Regions from separate parts of the Mus musculus genome. Here region 2 is linked to region 1. The links are chromatin contacts, called in public HiCAR-type maps. All regions are on one chromosome and are shown on one strand. The core of a region is the stretch at or near the end of the contact, and the rest is flanking DNA. Distances in the headings are between cores, read along the strand shown.

Evidence for each region. HiCAR-type assays count read pairs that join an accessible place to other places.
Region 2: a HiCAR-type map of astrocytes shows a contact between it and region 1, with 2.9 times the contacts expected there. The contact joins two enhancer-like sites. A contact is called at or near these places in 8 of 39 promoter capture datasets (the C10 cell line, the HPC-7 cell line, cranial neural crest and 4 more), 1 of 484 Hi-C or Micro-C datasets (nephron progenitors), 3 of 115 datasets of contacts at active chromatin or transcription factors (astrocytes, cardiomyocytes and pancreatic cancer cells) and 1 of 9 other capture datasets (adipose tissue).

What each region holds. Positions count from the first base shown.
Region 1 is chr10:21,678,817-21,682,261 of GRCm38.p6, reverse strand. No RefSeq gene overlaps it. Among named protein-coding and RNA genes, the nearest start is that of Gm5420, 10 kb to the left of the region's middle. Within about 2 kb of position 1,286, at least 46 of the 459 cell types and tissues checked have an H3K27ac peak or open chromatin away from gene starts, as enhancers often do. A contact at or near this core is called in astrocytes and neural stem cells, where this site is marked.
Region 2 is chr10:21,922,310-21,925,879 of GRCm38.p6, reverse strand. All of the region lies in intron 1 of Sgk1 (serum/glucocorticoid regulated kinase 1), which reads right to left. Among named protein-coding and RNA genes, the nearest start is that of Gm46215, 42 kb to the right of the region's middle. Within about 2 kb of position 2,194, at least 126 of the 459 cell types and tissues checked have an H3K27ac peak or open chromatin away from gene starts, as enhancers often do. A contact at or near this core is called in astrocytes and neural stem cells, where this site is marked.

The DNA of each region.
Region 1 (3,445 bases), core at 37-2,536:
GTTATTTTAGAGCTCTGAATGCTGCCCTTTCACTGCTTGGCCATTTCTTGCATGAGGTAGCAGATAGGCCTGCAACAACCTACCATCCTCTGGATGGTCCTCTGTAAGCTTATAGAACTCTCCAGCCAGGTCTGAGTGTGTGTGTGTGTGTGTGTGGTGTGTGTGTGTGTGTGTGTGTGTGTGTGTGTGTGTGTAGGGTCCTTCTCCTATAGAACACCATATAGTCAATATAAAAATCATTAAGAAGAAATGACAAAAAAAATTGTTTGCCTTTATGAGTTCCAACTGTATCTGATGTCCAGTCCATCTTTCCTTCTTTATATTCATTTTTCTTTTACATAAAATATGCTCATAGACTTTAATTTCCAACATCATATGTGAAGATAATAGCCTCACAGAGGTGGTTCACTATACCCCATAATTTTGGAAGGTTAAATTCCTGGCCCTACATGATAGGCATGCATACACACACACACACACACACACACACACACACACACACACTTATATACATATACACATACACATACACATACACATACACATACACATACACATACACATACATATACATATACAATGCATGTACATATATTTACCATTTTTTGCTTCCTTTATTTAAACATGATCATTTTTAATTTTAAAATTATATATTTTTACATCATTTCTTCCCTTCCTTCTTCCCTCTAACCCTTACCACATTCTTTCCCTTCAACTCTCTTTACCTTATTCCTTCCTAAATTCATTACTTTTAATTATTATTGTCATTCATATATGCATGCATAGTAATTTTATGTTTGAGATCTTCAGGAGCCAGAAGAGGGAATTGGATTCCCTGGGACTAGAATAACATAGTTGTAAGCAACCATATAGGTGCTGGGTTCTCTGGAAGAGCTGCTAGTGTTCTTACCCACTAAGCAATCTCTTCAGCCTTGACATACAGTCTTTATAGAGCAAAGCTTTATTGAAGTTTGATCAATATAGTATAAACAGTATTTACTTAGGTTGTACAACTCAAATGTTGATGTAAACTGATTTCTAAGAAGCAACCAGGTTATCAGAAGGGATATGTTTGGAACATTTCCTTGTAGCAGGAAGATCTGGAGATGCAATCGTTAGATCAGCCTCACTGGTAAGTAGACAGGAATATGCTTCTCTGGATAAGGCTTCTGAAGACCTGATTTTTCCACATCAAACAGAAACCCTCGCCAGTGGAGTAGAGCTAGGCATGGCTGTCTCCAGAGGTTACCTAGGCAACCCAGCCTTCAGCCAGTAAGTTCTGAGTGGGATATCTGAGGGAGACACTGAATGGCTCCAGCCTGAATAGCATTCTTGTTAGTTTTCTTTACAGCACGAGCATGTGAATGCTGAAGCCCCAAGCCTGTCTTTTCACTGGTTTCTCTCTGGCCTGGATTGATCGCCCACTGCCCAGATCAGCCAGTAGAGAGATTGTTCCTCAGGGTGCCCTGTTCCTCAGGGTCTCCAACAAGGAGAATCAAAGAAGGCAACATAATGCAAGGAGCATTTGATTGCCAATCAAAGATCTAGAGTTTTAACAGAGAGCTGTGGCATATTTCCTAGATACGTGACTATATATGCGATTCTCATTGTACCTCATCTCAGCTGTAACCAAAGGAGCAAAACAATGTGATATTGAAAAATCTCTGGATTCTGTGCATCTAAGGGTAGACCAATACAAGCATCACTGATTTACATGTGCAGTTATGCCAAGGAGGACATAGAGAGCCTGAGTCAAATTCCTTCTGGTTACTATGTTAGACGATATAACACAGACATTCAACCACCCACCCAGTCACTAGATACATGAATCCCCACTGGTTACTATGTTAGATGCTATAGCACAGGCATCCAACCACCCAGCCAATCATTAGGGATATGATATTTTCTAGACACTGGAAATAGAAAGATGAATGGAAATAGGATTCTCCTTCTTGAATTGCCCATAGCTCACTAAGGGGAGATAAATATATTCATAGCTAATGTCAATATGTGGAAATTTCAGTAAGGATGTTCAGAACAAAGAAGGTGTTTGGTGATATTGTTATCCTGTAAACCTGGACAAAGTTACAGGCAGACAAGTGACCTTTCCTTTTGTGGAGAAGTCATGGTTGTTACCCTTACTCCTTACCATGTGCTGTTACTGACAATGCTAGGATTCTCATGTATCACAAGTGTCGGCAGGCCTCGAGGAACAGGGAGAAGAAAAGGAAGAGAATAAATCCTGTCCTCCACGTAGCCAGCCACGTAACCATCATGGTTTCTTTACTGATAGACAACCAAAAACTTTCTGAGAAAAAGGAGACGGTATCTAAGATTGGCCCACTTTAACTAGCCCAATGTTATCAATTTATATTCTTCATTATAATTGTGGTGGTTTAAAACTGGGAGTTCATCCTCACTGGACAAATATGCATTTTTGAGGTTATGTCATGCAAGCTAAAAATACTCACAAATAGGCATCTAAACCCTCCAGATACGGATTTCAATCCTTACATTTCTATTTTCAAAACACTTTCTGAGGCTTCTCAGTTTTGTCAATAATCAAACAGCTGGAGGGGCGGTAGAAAAAAAACAAAACAAAACACTTTCTGCCAACAAATTTACCCTGGATATCACTTCTATTTCCCTGGCTTGTATAGCTGAAGACACTAGTAAGCAAACAGATCGTGTTTAAATTTTAAGTGATGTAGCATCCACCACTGGAAAGCCATGCCAAGTGGCTTCCAGGGAGCCGACAAGGTGGGGCCTGTAGCTGGCTGGTCTCCCGGTACCACCTACCACCTCCAACTCCAGAGATGCCATCAGATCCCACCCAAAGGAGCCAGTAGTCCCCAAGAAACAATGAGCCATTCTTATAAGACACAACCGGAGCTCTGTTACTGCGGCACAGGAAGGTCGGATAAAATCTCCCAGTCCCAGCATTCCTTTGTGTCAGCAGCCGCAAGTGGGATGTTCCTTCTGTGGTCCTTGCAGGGTGAGAGGAAGCAAGCTTTGAAACACAATGTTCATTGAAATCTGCTTTCATCCGAGGAATCCCCAAGTGGCTCCTGCTTCGAGGTGCATTCTGTCTGCAGCTGAGCCCTCCTGATGCATTTCCGTTGTTTGTTCTGGAGGGAAGGCAGTACCTTCATAAGACTAGGTAAAGGGCATCTCATTGTGCTGGATAAGGCATTATGTGTCAGGATGTCTCCAGTGAGTCTGGTGCCTAGAAGGTGCAATAAAAAGAAAATAAACTAAACAATTGAGTCCTTCAACACTGTGGCTCAGGGATGGACCAGGGGAAGACGACGCCTCTCTGGTGACTCCTGGGGCTGTACAGCTTGCTGCGTGACCTTAGGAGCAGGAAATCATTCATTGCTCAAGCTGCAACCTTGGGCACAATGCCACTGGGCACAGTGGCAGAACTGAATAGTGTCCTTAGGAT
Region 2 (3,570 bases), core at 945-3,444, 240 kb before region 1:
GCCAAGTGCAGAGTGCTTACTCTTCCTGTGTAAGGGTTGGTCCCAGCATTATAAAAGAAAGAAGTTTGTCTGTTTCATGAGTGCAGTCTAAAACCTAAGATTCTGGGACTAGAATAGAATCTCTATCCTTGATCTAGTCTCAAGTGTGATTTTGTGTTGGAGTTTTAGGCAGCAGTAGTAGATTGCCTCTGTGGCCCCTTGAATGCTAGGCAAATTCCCTACCACTTAGCTACGGCCCTAGCCTTTCAAATGTGTTTCTGATCAACCTAGAAATTACTAAGTTTTATTTCAAATGGAAAATATTTCTTCTTCTTCTTCTTCTTCTTCTTCTTCTTCTTCTTCTTCTTCTTCTTCTTCTTCTTCTTCTTCTTCTTCTTCCTCCTCCTCCCCCTCCCCCCTTCCCCTCCCCCTCCCCCTCCCCCTCCCCCTCCTCCTCCTCCTCCTCCTCTTCCTCCTCCTCCTCCTCCTCCTCCTCGTCTTCTTCTTCTTCTTCTTCTTCTTCTTCTTCTTCTTCTTCTTCTTCTTCTTCTTCTTCTTCTTTTTCTTCTTCTGGCTTTAAGCTTGAAGCTGGTAACGTTTCCTGCTTTATTTCCAAACTTCAATTTGAAGTTAATCTTTTTCCTCTGGATTTCTTGCCATCCCTTTTACCAAGTCTATTTAGCTTTGCAGGGATGAGGTACAAGATGTGAGCTGATCTGTCTTCCATTTTATTCACAAGTCGCAGGGTCTGACTACAATTATTCTTGGAGTGTGAAAGTGTAAATCTCCCCTTGCCGCTACGAACACTGAATTATAATTTTTTTTAATTAGGTATTTTCCTCATTTACATTTCCAATGCTATCCCAAAAGTCCCCCATACCCTCCCCCACTCCCCTACCCACCCACTCCCACTTTTTGGCCCTGGCGTACCCCTGTACTGGGGCATATAAAGTTTACATGACCAATGGGCCTATTTTTCCAGTGATGGGCTACTAGGCCATCTTTTGATACATATGCAGCTAGAGACAAGAGCTCCGGGGTACTGGTTAGTTCATAATGTTGTTCCACCTATAAGTTTGCAGATCCCTTTAGCTCCTTGGGTACTTTCTCTAGCTCCTCCATTGGGAGCCCTATGATCCATCCATTAGCTGACTATGAGCATCCACATCTGTGTTTGCTAGGCCCCGGCATAGTCTCACAAGAGACACTGAATTATAATTTGAGGTGTTAATATATAAGACAGGACATGAAGCAGGGTTCTTCCAGGGTTGAAGGCCCCTGTTTCCACCAACCTGAGGCCAGTGCTGGGCAGTAAAGGTGGAACTGTGGCTACAAGGTGTCACATGAGTGGGCGAGTCCCCAGGTCTGCATTTTGGGAGGGTGGAGGGTGGGGAAAGCCAGGCAGCGAACACGGAAGCTTGAGATGGAGAGCCAACCACAGCTGCCAGAAAAGCAAAAGAAAACAATGGCTGTTGCGGATTTATTTGGAAAGTGTGTGTCCTCGATGGCTGTTACGGATTTATTTGGGAATTGTATGTCCTCTATCTGCCCAGTGTTGATTCTTTGAATCCATTGCGCATCTTTCTCTGAAGCTAAGAGAAATCTACGATTTGCGCATGTGCCAAGAGCAGACGTGTCTGCTGTTTTAAATCAGTCTGCTGTGGGCACAGTGAGGATGGGTCTCGGACGCCAAGACTTTTGACAAATCAACCCATTCCAGACCTTAATGAGAATATGGTCGCCTCTCTGCAGAGAGTGTAGCTAGGGAAGGAAGTAATCTATTTGTTCAGGGGTATTAGAGAAAAACATCACAAAAGCGACATTTTCTAGCAGGAATGGAAACGGCTGCATGCTTTTTCTTGGTTTAGTCTTCACTCTGACTTCAGTATGTTCTCTCCTGTTCCTTGCTGACGATTTTCGATTTTCGCTAGCTTCGTAGCTATGGGGCCTTAATTAAGGACAGAGTTTATGGTATTTACTTTAGCCTCAGAAATCCCTGGAGAGTGGCTGGGGTGTGAGATGTGAATACAGTCATAGACTCCCTCTCCAGCCCTGCAGCCTGGGCAAGGTGCCCTTTAAAACTGCTGAGCTGAGAGCTTCTCCATCAGGCCCCTAGGGAATTCAAGCTACAGCCCGCCCCTTGCGCTCCTGGGGGCAGCGGGAGCTGAATTGCTTGGGTGGAGGGAGGGTTGTGAGTGGCTTTGGGAATCCTCAGAGACCAGCCACAATGGCTCTGAGCTGGAGACAGCTGCAAGACTCTTCGAGATGTGAATGGCCGGATACAGAAGCAGCCCTGGTTGTGTGGCCACCTGGGCCTCGTTTTTCTTCATGGCTGCGCCATGGTTGTGAAGAGCATTGTAAACAAACGCAGACTGGAGGATATGTCCGTCTAAAACAAAGCAAGAGTTCCGTAGACGGGAGCCTGGAGGGGTCTAGTTCCAAATTAAACCGGAGTTCGGAAGCAGCTATCTTGGGAGCCTGGAGTCAAAGCTTAAGACCATAGCTAGATTTCTGGGCAGTACCTAGGTAAAACACTAAGTGTAATTCTTTGCTAAATCTAGTCTGCCTTGGTTTTTATTAATTTATTTGAAGGGAGAAAAAAAAAAAGCTATCCAGAAACCACAGTCCCCTCGGAGAGCTGCCAGATACGATTAAGGAGATTGGCCAGCTTTTAGGGATTTTCCACTTGTGGTTCTTTTTCCTATTATGTAATAGTAAACAGATATTACTCTTCATATAAGATGGCTTAGTTGATAATGATATTATCAACTGATGCGGAAAATTGATAGCTAGTCGGCACTTCTGTGTGATCCCAGCCGGCAGAGCCTGTCTGGATTTCGGGAGGGAGAGTTGCCTCTTTCTCAAAAGCCATGGGAACCAGACATAGAGCAACTGTGATTTCAGAGAGGCACCATTCATCATGGAAAACCTACTGCTTATATACTGCCATTGTAACTTCCAATTCTCCCAAGTTGGGTAGTGCCTGAGAGCCCAGCCCTTCAGAGGTTAAGGCAGGAGGATTGGAAGGAGTGTAAGGACGCCCTGGCTGAGTGCCAGGGCAGCCTGGGCGACCCAGCAAGAGCTTGTATTAAACAAAACAAACCCAATCCAATACCTCAATCCCCAACAACAAAACAAAGCAAAGAATTAAAAATAAATACATTTTAAAAAAGCCTTTAAATCCTGATATAAACCAGTTTTCTAGTGAAAACATTCAAGCAATTATAAAAGGAAGACCCTGCTCACACCGCCACCCCCACCCCCACCACCAAGTACTTGCAGACTGGGTACCTGATGGCAGACAGGTTACAGGGAATATATGGCCTCTCACGTTGGTGCCCAGAGAGCTATTCCACAGTCTCCAAAACTCTGACAATGCAGTAACATGAACTTATTCTCCTTACCTCAGCTATAGCTGCCAATCACACAACTTTTTTTTTCCCTCTGAACATCTTTATTGTGTATATGAAACCACACGATTTGCTTTTTCTATTTCTTCTATGTCTGTGGACTGTGAGGATAAGATTCACTGCTTGGATTCTTTTAAGGCATAAGCAATATGGACTTACAAATCAAATAGCAAGCACTCTG